Regions from separate parts of the Zea mays genome. Here regions 2 and 3 are each linked to region 1. A link is a contact called in public Hi-C data. All regions are on one chromosome and are shown on one strand. The core of a region is the stretch at or near the end of the contact, and the rest is flanking DNA. Distances in the headings are between cores, read along the strand shown. Region 1 holds the start of LOC100193776 (lazy plant1). Region 2 has its middle 8.4 kb from the start of LOC100147731. Region 3 holds the start of LOC100274961.

Region 1 (2,569 bases), core at 37-2,536:
ATTAAAACCAAAATTGAGTATTTTGTTTTCCTATGGAATATGTACGGTGTCAGCTAAGGTGGTCAGTACGGAATTTACATATGGACAGCTTCTGTTAAATCGATCAAATATTTAAATTCGAACTGGATGTCCTGACATTTTTTCAGCCCACACTAAGCTATACGAAAATACCAACACGTGGTATATGACTAAAAAACGCGCGTGAAAAAAAAATCCTGCAATACATACCTTGCAAAAAAATGAGGATGCCTTCGTATAGGACAATGTTGCTATAAAGAAATACTCCCCTTATTCTAAAATATAAGTCGTTTTAAAACTAATTATACATTTATTAAATATTATATAAATGTAGTTTGTATGTATATTTATATTTATTATCATTTAAATGAACACGGACAGAAAATAGGTGGATTAGAAAGAACTATATTTCGAGACTGTCGAGCTAGACTAAAAGCTGGAAAGGAATGGCATGTGCCAGAGTCCAGTCCAATGTGACAAACAGCAAAAGTTCAGGGACCCGTTCAAAACCTAGCGTTCTTCTGAAACTACACTATGCACGGACTGTGGCTGACGTGTGGAGCACAGGAGGATTGTGTGCTGAGCTGGCTCCACATGTGTGCCTGCTTGTCAGTTATGATCAATCACTTCATGATCTATGAAAGATGAGCATGGAAAGTCTGCTTTCGTTTCTCTTCTTGACCATGGAATTAAAAGCAAGAAGAGGGCAAAACTGAAGAGATGTTTGATGAACAGATCCAATAAAAAAAGTGCAAGGAAGAAGAGGGCAGATGGATGAATGTACCTGCAGCGTTGTTGAACTCTTTGAACACATCATTGCTGTTCTGTCGTAACTTCCGGTGCATCCAACCCAGGAGCTGATCACACACACACACATGCATGCGTTAAAAAAATGGGTCATAATTCAGAAACAGAGCTCTTGTTGCCTACCAATCAACTGACTGAACCGCAGCACAAACAATTCAGAGCAAGCTAATTAGGGAGGCGTAGAGAATGATTTGCAGCTGCATTGGTGCTCTATTTTTTTTACTCACAAAACCACCGTCGCTGAACAGGTCAAAAGAAAAGAGGGCGATAATTCGAGAACTCCAAAACGAAATCAGTTGACTAGCGAACTAGGTAGGAGGAGCATGGGAATTGAGGAAGAAATTGAAGCAGGTGGGACTACTGACTGACCTTCATGTTGGAGAGGCTTGTCTAAGCCGAGCGCTGGAGCTACACGAGCCATTAATAGACGATGGAGTAGCGGCGACGCACTGCAGCTGCAGCTGCAGGAGTGATCCATCAGTCGGCAGAACGGAACATGAAGAAGGCTACAAATGGTCGACAAGAGGTGGTGTCCCACGTCTAAGGGGGTGTTTGCTTCCACGCACATCGAACGTTTAGATGTAAAATATGAGTATTAAAATATAGTTTAATCATAAAACTAATTATATATATATAAATTAAATGAGTATTAACCTATGGACCGAGTCCCTTGGATTTCGATTTTGAGTATCCCGGCTGAATCCGAGTTGCACAGTCCAAGTCCGAGTCACTCCACCGAATCCGAGTTGCTCGGTCCTATTAGTCAGAGTCTTTATTATCGACATGCCTTAGGTACCCCGCTATATATCCTTAATTTTCTTGGAATATATAAATAGAGTCCCTCCTGGTCAGAAGAATTCCAAAAAGATGAAAACCCAAAGATAGCCTTCAACAATCTTGGAATATACTCTCTCCGTCCCAAAATAGTATTCGTTTTAACATATCAGTGGATTCATACAATATTTGATGTATGTGTCTAGATTCATTTTCATCCATCTGAATATGGACACAAAAATGAGGAGCCAAAATGAACACTATTGTGGAACGGAGGGAGTATAAAATAGAGTTTAGTTAGTAAATAAAGATAGAATTTGCTTAGGCAAGAAGATTTGTTGGTTAATAAATAAGTGTCCAAATCTATAAGGACTATTTAAATTTGCTTGGAATACAAGTCCAATATATATTATAAATATAGGAGAAATGTAATGGTTTCAATCCAAACAAGAATAAAATTATTTCTTCTCTGTGTATGTGTCTCCATAGGGATGTGACATTTGGTACTCAAAGGTTAGATTGATCCCATGATCGACCTCACCAAGCGCATGGACAAGGTGCAAGAGCACCTTGCTAAGGTCGATGCTTTCTTGGGAAACATGGAACAAGGAGGCTTCAAATATGAGATCGTCCATCCCCGAGCTTGAGGAGGAGGTCATGAACAAATATTCAACACCAACTACGAGAGTGAGTCGCCACGCCATCGTTGTACCCTCACCCATCTACACCACTAGTTCCTTCCCCATCCTTCGACAACTCTACCACAAGTTGTTGTTCCCAACATATGACAACAAGGAGGATGCACTATCATTGTTTAACCGCTGCAAGCAATGTTTTAGAGGGCAACAGACTCCCAACACCAAGCAAGTTTGGTATGCATCTTTTCATCTAATAGGTGGCACTCAACAATGCTACATGTGCATGACGAGGATAAGGCTATCACTAACTATGCGTACTTTGCATGTTGCAT
Region 2 (2,569 bases), core at 34-2,533, 230 kb after region 1:
ATTTTATTTTGTGCTTAAGTTTTTTTGAAATATAGTACATATTTGTCCTTACCACACATTTTATTTTGCAGCAACATTTTCATTTCCTAGTGGAAGAAAACTAGTTGGTCCATGCACATACATGCATGTTTCATAAGAAAGCATGAAAGATTGTCAAAGATTTAGTGTGATGTGGTCGTATACAGGTAAATAATATATATTTCAAAGAGATCCTTAAGCAATCGATGGACAAGAATCGAGGATGTTCATCCATTTACTTGATCGAGAAGCAATATTGTCTGGTAAAATATTTTGGGTATTTTGTCTTATACTCTCAACATATAAATTATCTAATTATGAACACATATATGTATAGATGATAGTTCCATGAGGAGGCTTACCATGTTGTTCGCAAACTCCAGGCTTCATAAGTGTTCCAAGATTGATCTAAGAAGCATAAATAGAACCGTGGCAATGATTAGAAACACACTTATGATGTTGATGGTCATATCTGCAATGCTAAACATATGAAAACCTATATTACATCATATGTTTGCAATGACTAACACATATGACTTAAAATGGAATAAAACGGAGGGACTAAAATTAGTCCCTAGAAACCAAACACCCCCTTATTTATACAGGAAGTTGCCAGAGGTGTAATGTCAAGCAATGTGGAAGTTTATATTATTGGATGTCATGGAACAACATATCCAAATCAATAGTAGTTGTAAAGATCAATGGACGGTGTATTTCCTTAAATCCTATAATACACATATGAAATTGATGTTCCACATTATTGTGTTGCAGGCACTCCATGTTTAATAGAGTGATTGACTCAAAGCAAATGCATGAGAGCTTAAAAGGCAGCATCTTTGTGGCATACCTATAGAGTTAACATGCGTTGAACCACAGGACACAAGAGTTGCTTCATATTTAAGACGTGATTAGGCTACACGATAAAGCATGAGAGGCGACGTCAAAAGTATGATCGGCAACATTAATTAGATCTATATGACCGACAACATGATAAGTATTTGTCTAACTATATAGCACAATAGTACGTGATGTTTCAAGTAAGTTTAACTAATATTCTATTACCATTTTAGCTTTTAACAAAACCAATGGTGTTTCATCTATTTCATTCATAGACAGCGTTGCAAGTATTTGTATTTAGATCATTGTTACGGGCGCAGCGCATGGCTGTGGAGGCGGCGTTGGGCCTGGCTCACGGCCCAGCGAGGCCCAGCTGTGGATGCGGATGAATGGACCTGTGAACTCTGTGTGGTGCTAATCTGTGAACCAACGGTAGGATGGATGATGCATGTGGTGCAGAAACATCCTCATCCGGACGTGACCAGCTGCTAGCTATTGTCGCATGCATGCAACCAGCAGCGACATGATTGGTTGTTGGCGCACAACAACACGACGAAACTTTTGCACAGTGCGCTAATTGGCAAACGAACACGGATTGCACGCCTGCCCGATCTGGCCCACACCACCAAAAAAAAACATGGCCTGTCGTCGTCGGAGGTGGTCCCACCCATCACCCACCCACGGCAGTCCGTGTGCCGGCGATCTATCGACCGATCTCGACCCAGTATCAAACATGTGGTGGTGTCACGTGAACCATGCATGCAGAACAAATTAATCAGTGAGTCGGAATGGTTGGACACACCCCGTTAAATTTTATGGTGCCGTAATTTCTATGCTAAGGACTAGTAAATTCTTCGAAATTCTCAAGGACAGAGGGAGAAATTAAGATAATTTTTTCCTAGTTCTCGAGTATTTTAGGAGATTTAAGTTTTTAAACTAGAGACGACTACGTACTATTTTGGCGGAGGGAGTATTTGTATTTTGCACAAATCTTGTATATAGGTTGGACATAACACCCTTAGTTTATTCTACCATCAATTTGTTTCTTTGATTTTTACTCTCTCTATTCTATTGTGTATAAATCATCATCTAACTATCTACACGACAAAGTTATTACTAAAAATAGAAATCTGCATTATGAGTGCCTATCATCATCTAACTCTCTCTCTATTTTTGCTCTACGGATAGTGGGGACCTCGTTCGTTAAAAGTAGCGTAGTGCAATGACAGCTGTGAGCTGTCCCTATCACTTTACTAGCTACAGCCAGCCGTATATGTACATACAGGGTAAGTCTCTATAAGATTTATTTAAAAAAAAATACAAGAGGCTAATTATTAGTGATTCTCTATATATATTGTCTCTTAACTTTATTTGTAATTTTGCCTCTTAATTGTATTTATGATTCAAAGACTTAGAGTCGTGTCATGCAGTCTATTAGCTATCTGTAGTACTTGAAAGACCAATTCAGGGTCTCTAGGTTGTACATGTCTAATATATGTTGCTGTTAATCATAGACATGTGCTACCCATTAAGTCATTATTCCCACTTTCTACAAAAGTGAATATCTTAAAAAGTATATGAAATCTAATCAAAATTATAGAGAAAATTACAAATATCTATAATATTAAATATGAATACTATAATAATAATATAATTGATAAAGAATTTAATGCTCAGTTGATATCATAAATATTTTTATTTTATTGTATAAAAT
Region 3 (2,569 bases), core at 52-2,551, 130 kb after region 1:
TCAATGTTCCAAATCACCCAATAGTTTATCCCAAAGCTTTGTAGTACTAACTTAAAAAACCAAGTACGGCCATGCAGCGCCGATGTGACATTTAAGCATCCCTCGGCGCTGCATGGCCGATGCAGCGCCAATGTTTATTATATTTAGTACTCATAATAAACATTTAAGCATCCGATGTGACACAGGATAATTAATTTTAGTCCCAAACCAAACCCCTATGGTTAAACAATTTGAACCAGAAGAATTAAGACCGGCTACGGCATGATTTAAAAACCATTATAGTTGTAGTAATAATGAATTAACTAATGATAATGGTAACCACAACGACAGGCTCTGCCTACCAGCATCATGGCGTCCCTCGGCGTGGGCGCGAAGAGGACGAGGTACTCGTCGTCGGTGAGGCCGCAGTGGCTGAGCACGCGGTTCCTGGCCTGGATCTCCGGGATCGAGATGAAGCTCCCCGGGAAGGACGACTTCTTGGTGAGCATGTCCAGCAGCCGCGACGGCTCCAGCCGGACCGTGTCCGCCGAGTCGGGCCTCGTGCCGGCCGACGACGACGGCGACCCCGCCGGCGACGAACGCTGCCGCTCGCCGCCGGCCTCCGGCGACATGTAGTAGGTGGAGTAGAGGTCGTCCTTGTCGCAGCTGCCGTCCTCGATGAGGCCGTGCGAGTACTGCGGGTACATGGCCAGCACGTACTGCTCCACGTACTGCCGCTCGCTGGGCGTGATGGGCCCCGACCACCGCAGGTCCAGCCCGTGCAGCGTCGAGATCGCCTCCGCGATGATGTGCGCCGGGATGAACTCCCGCGGGCAAACCTTCTGCTTATATATATATGTTTATTACAAACACAATTATTTCTGGACGAAAATTCAAGCAAACCTTCTGCTTGTATACTATTACTAGCTGCTTAATTACCTTCACAACCATGCTGTTCGGCCTGCTTGATGTGCCAGGAAGGGGGCTGGGAACTGAGGCGCAGATTCCATCTTTAAATTCTCCACCTAGTAAGCCCTGATGAATTGGATGAATACACACACACACAAACAACCAGTAAGTACTAGTACATGACTCTAACAAGGAATTAAACTATTTTAACCTTTTTAGTTAATCTTAACAAAACACCAGTAGTTATATATGGATTCACATCTCTAGCTAGAACAGAAACTAGATGAAATACACACCTTGTGTTCCATGTGGATGTGCTCCATCTTTCCGCACATTTGTGCACCTTTAATCGACTGTCTAGAGAGTAGAGAGAGACAAAGAGAGAGAGAGAGAGAGTATGTCGTCTGTTCTTCGATGGAGAACAAGAGTTATGGAACAAGTTGGATTTGACAGAGTATATATGTATGAGGAGAAGCGGGGCAGCGGATGGAGTATACTGAAGAGGCAAGCTGCAGGGATAATAGTGCTTCTAAGTCTGGTCCTCAAGGAACAAGATATAGCGCTACTAGGATGCAACAGCTGTTTAGCCGTGGTTCTTTATACAGCACTACTGATTGATGAGGCACACATAACAAATGTCCGTGTCTCTATCAAAGGGAGCATAGACAAATTGCTGTGTCATATATGAAAAATCCAGCTGTTTCTATGTGTTGTTTAATTTCTGATGATGTGGGTCTATGGCATCTAGCTACAGGCATATACCATGTTCCTCAGCATTATTGGAGGCTTGGTCTTTATTCAGATACAAACATCCACACACATTTATACACACACTATATCAACACTTCAGAATTACTGGACCTACATGCAGAAAGCTAGAAAATCTACTAGGTTCGACCAAGATAACATGCAACAAGAGAAGTGTAGATCATTATTACTAGACGTGTAGTACAATAGAAGAAGAATGCGTCAATATAGTGAAAATAGTATTACATCCTCACGTACCAACAACAATAACATATTTACCTGTACTCTTCACGTATTCGTTGCCGCTCAACACCACAACAACGCCAGCGACATCTTTATGGTATCCACGGTTGTAAGGATCAAACACTATTACGCTGGTGTGCTAGCACCACACACACAGTGAGAAGAAGGGCAACAAATGCTTGAGCGCTCGCAAACCTGGGAAAGAGGCGGTGACAGGCGATAGCTAAGATGTGTCTCTCTCTTCTAGCATGTCAACTCTCTACTATATTAAAGCACCGGTTTTGTGGGTTGTGCATCACATCGAAGCATGTAGGTCTATTTCTTTTACCGCTTCTTGCCTAACAAATGGGCATTGAGAAACCATCCAAGCCCAACACGATAGGAAGCCATACGCAGAGCAATACTCCCACATAGTACCATCTCGCTATCTGAAGGAGAACGAGCACCCGAGCGACTTATAAAAAAGGGTCGGGCTCCTATTCAACTCATACCTTTCTCGGGCTTTTGGTTAAGATAAGGTGTAATATTTGTTCTTATCAGTTTAATATAGGATATGTTCACTCTGATCTTACATTTATTTTTTATGGGTATCAAATATGTTTGTGTGCCGTCGCAATGCACGGGCGTTGTACTAGTCTTTCCTAAATATAGACTCATGCTAATGGATTTTTAACTTAAAGGCTCATTTATG

Evidence for each region. A called contact is a pair of places that touch in the nucleus more often than the background predicts.
Region 2: a Hi-C map of tassel shows a contact between it and region 1, with 2.6 times the contacts expected there. The contact joins the enhancer-like site here to the promoter of LOC100193776 in region 1. A contact is called at or near these places in 2 of 25 Hi-C or Micro-C datasets (ear and tassel).
Region 3: a contact with region 1 is called in a Hi-C map of ear, with 2.1 times the contacts expected there. The contact joins the promoter of LOC100274961 here to the promoter of LOC100193776 in region 1. A contact is called at or near these places in 3 of 25 Hi-C or Micro-C datasets (ear, leaf and tassel) and 1 of 3 datasets of contacts at active chromatin or transcription factors (leaf).

What each region holds. Positions count from the first base shown.
Region 1 is chr4:19,689,350-19,691,918 of Zm-B73-REFERENCE-NAM-5.0, forward strand. It overlaps LOC100193776 (lazy plant1), which reads right to left and starts at 1,287. Exons shown (of 5, transcript NM_001138862.1): 1 at 1,195-1,287; 2 at 803-875. The coding sequence starts at 1,200.
Region 2 is chr4:19,919,033-19,921,601 of Zm-B73-REFERENCE-NAM-5.0, forward strand. No RefSeq gene overlaps it. Among protein-coding and RNA genes, the nearest start is that of LOC100147731, 8.4 kb to the right of the region's middle. Within about 2 kb of position 1,284, at least 18 of the 20 cell types and tissues checked have an H3K27ac peak or open chromatin away from gene starts, as enhancers often do. A contact at or near this core is called in ear and tassel, where this site is marked.
Region 3 is chr4:19,817,367-19,819,935 of Zm-B73-REFERENCE-NAM-5.0, forward strand. It overlaps LOC100274961, which reads right to left and starts at 1,302. Exons shown (of 4, transcript NM_001174537.1): 1 at 1,185-1,302; 2 at 919-1,014; 3 at 342-821. The coding sequence starts at 1,223. It also overlaps the pseudogene LOC111591476.